2 separate regions of the Bos taurus genome follow, and region 2 is linked to region 1. The links are chromatin contacts, called in public Hi-C maps. All regions are on one chromosome and are shown on one strand. The core of a region is the stretch at or near the end of the contact, and the rest is flanking DNA. Distances in the headings are between cores, read along the strand shown.

Region 1 (4,023 bases), core at 756-3,255:
CTGTGCTCCATACATCTCTGTACACCCCAGCCCGATGGCAGTAACAAACCTATGTTGAGCTTCCCAAGAGCTCTGCGTGTTCTGAGTGCTTTGCACTAACTCATTTGATCCTCACAACAAGCTCACAGTAGGCACTAGTCACTCATTCATTCATTCAGAGAATTTGTTGTTCAGTCGCTCGCTCGTGTCTGACTCTTTGCAACCCTGTGGACTGCAGCATGCTGGGCCTCCCTGTCCATCACCAACTCCCGGAGTTCACTCAAACTCACGTCCATTGAGTTGGTGATGCCATCCAGCATCTCATCCTCTGTCGTCCCCTTCTCCTCCTGCCCTCAATCTTTCCCAGCATCAGGGTCTTTTCCAGTGAGTCAGCTCTTTGCATCAGGTGAAATAGTTATGTCTTTATTGTGGACCATGCTGTTCTAGGTGCTGGGGACACAGCAAAGGACAGATCTCACAAAATTCCCTGCCCTCTGCAGGCTACATTCTGGGCAACTAAAATAAAATATAGGATTATGGGACCTCCCTGATGGCCCAGTGGCTGAAGCTCCATGCTCCCAATGCAGGGGGCCCGATTCAATCCTTGGTCAAGGAACTGGATCCCACGTGCCAAAACCGAGAGTTTGCATGCTGCGACTAAATCTCCTGTGTGCCGCAACGAGGGCCAGAGGTCTCAGGCTGCGACTCAGACTTGGTGAGCCAAATAAAGAAATATTTTTATATATAACATAATGTACAGTTTTATATATAATATGTGGTTAAATATATGAATGTTTAATTAAATACTGAAGGAGGGCACAAGAACCCACTCCAGTATTCGTGCCTGGAGAATCCCCATGGACGGAGGAGCCCAGCAGGCTGCATGCAGTCCATAGCGTTGCACAGACTCAGACCCAACTGAAGCAACTGGGCACATACATGCTTATATTAAAGTAATATTCAGGGTTATTGAACAGTGATTAGAGCCACGTGGGAAAATAAAGCAAGCAGGGAGAAAGCGAAGGCTTAGGTAGATGGGGGTTGTCCTTTAAATGTTGGAGTCAGATGACATTTAAGCAGGGACCGGAGGAAGGTCAGAAAGCGAGGCAGGCTCGCATCTGGGAAAGAACATTCTAGCCGGAGAGAACAGCCAGGGAAATGCACCAGAGCAGGTCTTTCCTTGGTGTCTGCAGACTGAGCGAAGGGAGGGTGGCAAGAGACAAGCCTTCGAGGTGTGGGGAGGCCATATGGCAGGGCCAGTGGGCCACCGAGACCTTGAGTTTTCCCACTGATTGAGACGGGGAGGCATGCGAAGGGCACTGGAAATAAGCTGTCTGGAGCCCGTGTGGACGCAGAAAGAGCAGGGAAGTGACGGACAGTGCTGCCTCTGAGCAGAGGGCGGGTGGGGAGGGAGACATGATTGGATTCCAAGTAAATCTGAAGGTAGAGTCAACCGGATTCCCCGACGGTCAGATGTGGGGGTGAGGGGGAGAGAAGAGTCAAGCCTGTCTCTGAAGTTTGGATCGGAGCCCCTGGAAGGATGGACGTGCCAACTCCTTTAAAAATGAGGAAAGGAAGGTGCAGTGAGGAGGTAACCTTCCTGAGCTCCCGGCCTGGGCTGGAATTTGAATCCTGGCCTCTGGCTTTGGAGACTCTGCACTCCCTAACCCTCTGTGGTGTTCAGCAAACAGTGAACTTTATGATGAAAGAGTTTTCAAAAGAAAGAGATCGATAGTCAGTGCCTGGGTTGGAAATGTGATGCCTTCTAGGATTGGCCCTGGAGATGGGAATGGCAACCCACTCCAGTATTCCTGCCTGGAGAATTCCTTGGACAGAGGAGCCAATAGTCTATAGGGTTGTAAAGAGTCAGACACAACTGAGTGACCAGCACTTCCTAGCGTTGGAGCACCCAGATTTGGGCTTCCCAAATTGCTGAATTTCCCAGAAGGCTCATCGCCCAGGCCTAGCTGCCCTTGTAGTTTCACTGGGATGGCACTGGCCATGCCAGCCTGTGTGAGCCAGCCTGCTTCCTGCAGTGCCCTAGGACAGCACCTGGGAGCCGGGCACACGGGTGGTTTCCTCACCTCCATCCCACTCAGGGTGCCGTCACCGTGGAGACACCCCACCAGGTCTTGGCAATATTTGGGTAACACGGGCTGGAAGGGCTCCTCCTCATTGTGGAGGCCAGGCCCAGGCGCGCCGGGGCATGGGCCAGGGGTGGGGCCTGGGGGATTCTGAGGCTCAGCCCGACACCCCAGCAGAGAGCAGACCTGCTCCTCCTGAGCGCCCACCAGGAGTCCAGCACCTCTTTGTCTCAGCACGCCCTCCCTCCACCCTGCAAAGAAGGACTGCCAATCCTGACTTGCAGATGGGGGAACTTGGGCTCAGCGAGCCCAGGTGACACAACCAAGAAATGGCAGAGCCAGTCTGAGTCCCAGAGCCTGCGTCTTCTCCCAGCCACAGGCCTCTCACTGCGCCCAGCATGTGAGGCCCTGGGCAGTGATTTCCTCTCCCTGGCCTCAGTGTTCTGTAAAAATGGGAGAGTAACCATGCCTTCCTCACCGGCAGCCACGAAGCCAGAGTGACCGTGTGTGGGGAGCCAGGGATCTGCGTTCACCGAGCCGCTTAGGGGATTCTGAGGCTCGCTCTTGTGTGGGCACTGCTGTTTCAGAGCATCAACCTGTGTCACCTCTCGGCTCTAAATCCTTCCATGGTTCGCCATCGTCTTCTGGGAAAGCCCAACGGCTTTGGAGTGATCTGAACTGATAGGAGGCTATTTACAGACTGTCTTCACTATTTGCACTTTCTTTGCGTATCCATACATTTTGGTGTAGAAACATCAGTGTGTTTGTTTCTAGAAGAACCCTCCCACTGGATGTGTTGTGTAAATACAAGGTATATTTCCCTTTTTTAAATCTGAAAATCTCAGAGTTCTGAAACCTCTAACCCCAGCAATTTGGGATAAGGGATTGTGAACCGCTGATACCCTAAGGCTCTTGCTATTTTTCCAGGCACTAGACTGAGCGCTCTGCCCATATTTGATCCTGACAGTAACCTATGCAGCCACTTTATTATTAAGTTCATTGGATAGAAGAGGTCACTGAGGCTCCAAACTGCAGCAGCTGGCCGGGTTCATGTATGACAGCCAACCTCCGAATGTCAGACCACCACTCAGAGCCACGCACGCGATCAACACATGCCACCATCCTCTCCTGCCCTCTGCGAGGTCAGCCAGCCTGGCTGGGGCAGGGCACACCAGATGGAGGCCTGAGTCACGGGCATGGCCCCTCCACAGTCTCTCATCTGACCGGGGAAACAGGTCTGGCACCTCACATCAGTCAGGGCCACCAGGGAAGGGCTTCAGATGCTGGTTAGAGCCCTTGAGCCTTATCCAGAAGGCCATGGGGAGGCATGGAAAGATGCAGAGCTTGAGAGTGACACAATCAGGTCAATGCCCTGAAAGAGTGGTGCCCAAGCATGCGTGGGCACCAGAGGGCTTCTTAGACAACTGGGCCCCACCCCCAAGCTTCTGATTCCCTAGGTCTGGGGTGGGGCCTGGGAATTTTCATTTCCAACCAGTTCCCAGGTGCTGCTGGCAGTACGGCGTCCCGTGCTGAGATCTGCTGCTTTAGAACAGCACAGCAGTGTGGAGTGCCTGAGTATTTGCTAGAAGAAGGGCTGCCACACTGGTCGCTTGATCCTTGCAGCTCAAAGATGACGAAGCCCTGAGACTTGGTGGGCAGAGATGGCCAGCACAGTCCACACAGCCATTCCGTGCTGGAGCAGGAGCCCCACCCTGGGGGCTTAGAGCTTCCGAGTGACCTCCCCCACTCCTCGGCTCCGAGAGGGAGCCAGAGATGGGGCTCTCGGAGGGCAGGACAGGGTGCTCAGTCCTCGGTGAGTGTCACAGTCACCAAATCCATGGCTCAAGCCAACAGGTGTGGGCGTCGCTGTGTCCCTGGGCTCCGGACCCTCTCACCCACTCTACCTGTGGACCCCCAGCTGCAATGAGTCTGCCCCAGCTCCTTGCCATGCCAGCAAGGC
Region 2 (4,023 bases), core at 571-3,070, 180 kb after region 1:
TGGCCCAGGGTCACGCAGCTCCCTGGAGGCGCCCCCAGAGTCCAAACCCCATCTTGGCAACAGACCACACTCCCTCGTGGGCACTGTTGACCCCTCAGCCTGCACCGCAGCCTGCACTTTCTCACTGGGGACCAGTGTTCAGATGAAGCCCGGTTGAACCATCACAAAAACCCCCTCAAGGATGCTGGGTGGCATTTATTTTTCCTGAAGAGGAAACAGGGTCAGAGAGGTTCAGTAACCTGCCCAGGGGTGCACAGCTTGAAAAGTAGGTGTGTCTGGCCCCAGGCCTTCCTTGACTGTGCCTCAGAGAGTTATGGATTCATCAGACCCCCTCAAAATCTCTGCTCTGCTCCAAGCTTTGCCTGAGGCCCTGGGGTAACAGCAGTGGATTCTTGCCCTCAAGTGAAGAAGAGACTAAGTGTAAATAAATGCAATTACAAGAGAGAAGAGGGGCATAGGATTCTGGGCAGTGATATGGAGATGAGGGCAGGGTACTCCCCAGCTTGGAAAGTCGGGGTGGGCTTCCCTGAGGAGGTGACATCCAAGGTGGCATCTAAGCCAAGGATGAAGGGTGAGAAGGACTTGGCCAAGCTCAGGACAGGGAAGTCTCATGGGCAGGGGCATCTTGCACCCTGCTCTATGGCACGTCCAATCAGTCATTTTCATATAAAAGACCCTCAAGATCACTTTCAGAAAAAAAAAAAAAGTGGACCAGCAAGAAGTATCCATGACATCAGAACTGTGTTCTGTGCATGAGATGCCAGAGGCTCATCAGAGTCAGCGCAGAGGGCTCAAAGTGTCACCTGGCGTGGGGAGCGGGGAGCTGGGTTTCAGGTAGAGAGAAACCCACATTAGATTTAGGAAGGTGGGGTCTGACACGGGCAGGGGGCTGTCATAGGAAGAGCACCCACCTGCCTTGTGGAAGGTGAGGCGAGGCTGCAGGTGGGGAGATGAGGAAAGGGCTGCAGCCAAGCCCAGGGGACAGGAGGAGAGAGAAGAGGGACGGGGGACAGGAGGAGAGAGGGGAGGGACGAGGAGGGGCAGGGCCGGTCTTGCATTGCCATCTGCTGCTGCAGGACACAAGGGCAGTAATAGCCTTCTACTTGTTTCTTATGATGGAAATAGGATTTTTTTTTTTTAATGTAAAATACTTAGCTGAGGATTTATCTACCTATTCATCATCCATCATCCATTCAACAAATATTTATTGAGCCCCTACTATGTGCTGGGTGTTCCACACATTGGTGAGGATGAGCCTGGTCCCTGCCTGTATGGAGTGTTGAATAGTCTAGAGAGGAGGACAGAAATTAATCAAATAATCATACAAACAAATGTCAGGTACGACCCCGACATGCGACGATGTGAGGGAACATTCTAGCACTCTGGCCTCCACAGCCACTGTCCTGGGGTTAGAAACCATGTCATTAGCTGGTCTCCAGGCACAAGGGACAAGCCTTCCCGTGGCCTTGTTGAGAGTATGCAGCTCTGTTAAGTGCTTGATGGACGTCAGTGGCCTGAGGCTGGGATCAGGGGGCGGGTCACCCACTGTCCCTGAGTGGCCCTTACTGTAGGAGCCTGTCCCCTCTGCCCTCTATGACCTCTTCCCTTCTCAGCCCTCATCCCATTCCTCTCTAGGGCCAAGCGAGCTCTGGTTCTCAGTCTCCAGGCCTACGTGTCTGCATGCGCTGCCTGCCTAGTAATTTCCCACTTTCCTACAAATCCTGCTGTCACTCCCCCCAGGAAGCCCTCCAGGAGGCCTACCCCGCCCACCCCCGTTAAGCATGCCCAGGAGGACAGAGTCCATGTACTGGGCACGCTTTGCCCTGCTTTCAGTTTTCCTGGAGGCTGACCTGGTTTCCCACTGGCCTCAGAGGAGAGTAGGAGGTGGCCTTCAGCCCCTGCCTGGGGGGACACAGCCAGGCCGGCCACCAGGAGGAGGCGTGTCTTCACAGCTCATGTGTGTTTCTCACTGCAGACAGGGTGGGCTCCTGCAGCCCTGGGCCCTCTCTGAAGGGGAGGTGGGGTCTCAGGAGGAGTGTGCTGACACCCACCTCTGCCCGTGCCTGAGTTTCCCATCTGCCTCCATGCTTGAGCCCTGGCTTGAGGTCAGACAGACCTGAGCTGGACTCAGCCACCTCTCAGCCGCAGGACAGTGGACAGGGTTCAGTGCTTCTCCAAACCTTGGTTTGCTCCTGTAATGAGCCTGTGGTCCATCCTTAAAGGCATTAAATGAGACGACCCTCAGGACCCTGGACTGAGCGTCTCGCAGCGAGGGCTCGGAAGCAAGCTTGTGCCTCCTCTGTGCCTTGTGCCCCAGGACTTTCCGAGACAGACCGTGCTGGGTGCTCCTTTTACACGCGGGCAAGGTCTCTAGACCAGCTGGCACCTGGCCTCTCCCCGTCCCCAGGCCCGAGCCTAGAGGTGCGGCATCCTCACTGTGCTTCTCCGCAGGTCCACAACGTCCACGGCGCTTTCAACGCTCTCGGGGGAGCAGACAGACTCACCTCCAACCGTACGTACTGCGCTCTCGCCCCGGGAACAGCTTTCTGCCCCAGCTCCCCAGGGCAGCGGGGAAGGAAGGGGGACGGGAGGGAGCGCTGACCAAGCCCTCGGTGCGAGCCACGCCGCTCAGGCTTCATTCCCCCGGTTGGCCTGTGAGGACGCGGAATTACCCCATCTGACTGAGAAGGGAGGAGGGTGACTTGTCCGGGCTGACGGGGGAGGGCAGCCGAGACACACCGTCAGCGCTCTGTGAATACCTGGCCGCCATTGTTATTGTTGCCATTTCATAAGTTATTGTTGTCCCATAATTGCTGTCGGTTGAGATGATCGCCCGAGATCCCCCAGGGAGTGCTGACACAGCCAGAGTTCGTCCTGGCTCCAGGTGGCACCGTGGGAACGCGGCTTTGGGGCGCTCAGCCTGGCCTCCTGGGCAGCCGCCCACCCCACCCCTCCTCCCGCTCGAGCCCCTCCCGGAGCCCCCTCCCTCCCAGGTTCCCCGGCACCTTGGCACAGATTAAAGAGTGTGCCACGTCTTTGCACACCAACAGACGAGCACACACACACACACCTACACACGTGTGTGCACACCCATGGGGCCTTGCCCAGAACGGGCCTGGAAGGCCTATCTGCTTATGTGGGTCTACCCACTGGGTCCTGCGAGACAGATTACCGGGACTGTTCTCATCTCCTCCCCTGAGTGCAGCTTTTCACCCGTATGTCTTTAATTATTTCTTGAGGTACATTTATAGGCAGACCTCGGAGATACTGTGAGTTTGGTTCCCGGTTAACCCAGTGAACTGAAGATCGCAATAGAGCAGGTCACATGAATTTTTTGGTTTACCAGTGCACAGAAAAGTTACATTTAAAAAAAAAAAAGAAAAGTTACATTTACAGTACACTGCAGTCTGTTAAGTGTGCAGTGGCATCATGTCTTCAAAAATAATGTAAATACCTTAGTTTAAAAATATTGCCAACAAGTGTTATCACCTGATAACACAGGGTTGCCACAAACCTTCAGATTTGTTAAAAAAAAAAAAAAAAAAAAGCACTATCTTTGAAGCACAATAAAGCAGAGCAATAAAATGAGGTGTGCCTGTACTCGCTGCCAAACCAAGCATGGAACTGGGATAATCCAAGCAAAAGAGAACTTCCCTCCATGACCCGCCCCAACAAATCAGGCTTCTCATTTCTCCGTGTCACTGGGCCCCCTTGTCCATGAGCAGAAGTCATTTTTCCCCAGCATAGAGCACAGTTTACTTTCTGATGTTTGGGCCTGGCATTGTAACCACAGTTAGTTTGCAGGTTTCCCACTGGTCATGGACACGGCCATCTAGCAACTCCACCACGGTCTATCTCGGTGGACCGTCTTTTCATGGAAAACGTCTATTGTTTCTACCACAGTAATGCCTCTGATATTTACGGGATTTGCTTTACGTCGGGATATTGCTTCCCGACTGGGTCCATGCCCACTCGTGCCACCTCCAGCAGCGTGTCAGTATATACCTGTACTTTCTGGTTTTC

The links. A called contact is a pair of places that touch in the nucleus more often than the background predicts.
Region 2: a contact with region 1 is called in a Hi-C map of liver, with 4 times the contacts expected there. The contact joins two enhancer-like sites. A contact is called at or near these places in 2 of 11 Hi-C or Micro-C datasets (blastocyst and liver).

The regions. Positions count from the first base shown.
Region 1 is chr20:4,504,421-4,508,443 of ARS-UCD2.0, forward strand. No RefSeq gene overlaps it. Among named protein-coding and RNA genes, the nearest start is that of DUSP1, 37 kb to the right of the region's middle. Within about 2 kb of position 2,006, at least 4 of the 102 cell types and tissues checked have an H3K27ac peak or open chromatin away from gene starts, as enhancers often do. A contact at or near this core is called in liver, where this site is marked.
Region 2 is chr20:4,686,586-4,690,608 of ARS-UCD2.0, forward strand. It overlaps ERGIC1 (endoplasmic reticulum-golgi intermediate compartment 1), which reads left to right. Exons shown (of 10, transcript NM_001076417.1): 7 at 2,452-2,512. Among named protein-coding and RNA genes, the nearest start is that of RPL26L1, 28 kb to the right of the region's middle. Within about 2 kb of position 1,821, at least 2 of the 102 cell types and tissues checked have an H3K27ac peak or open chromatin away from gene starts, as enhancers often do. A contact at or near this core is called in liver, where this site is marked.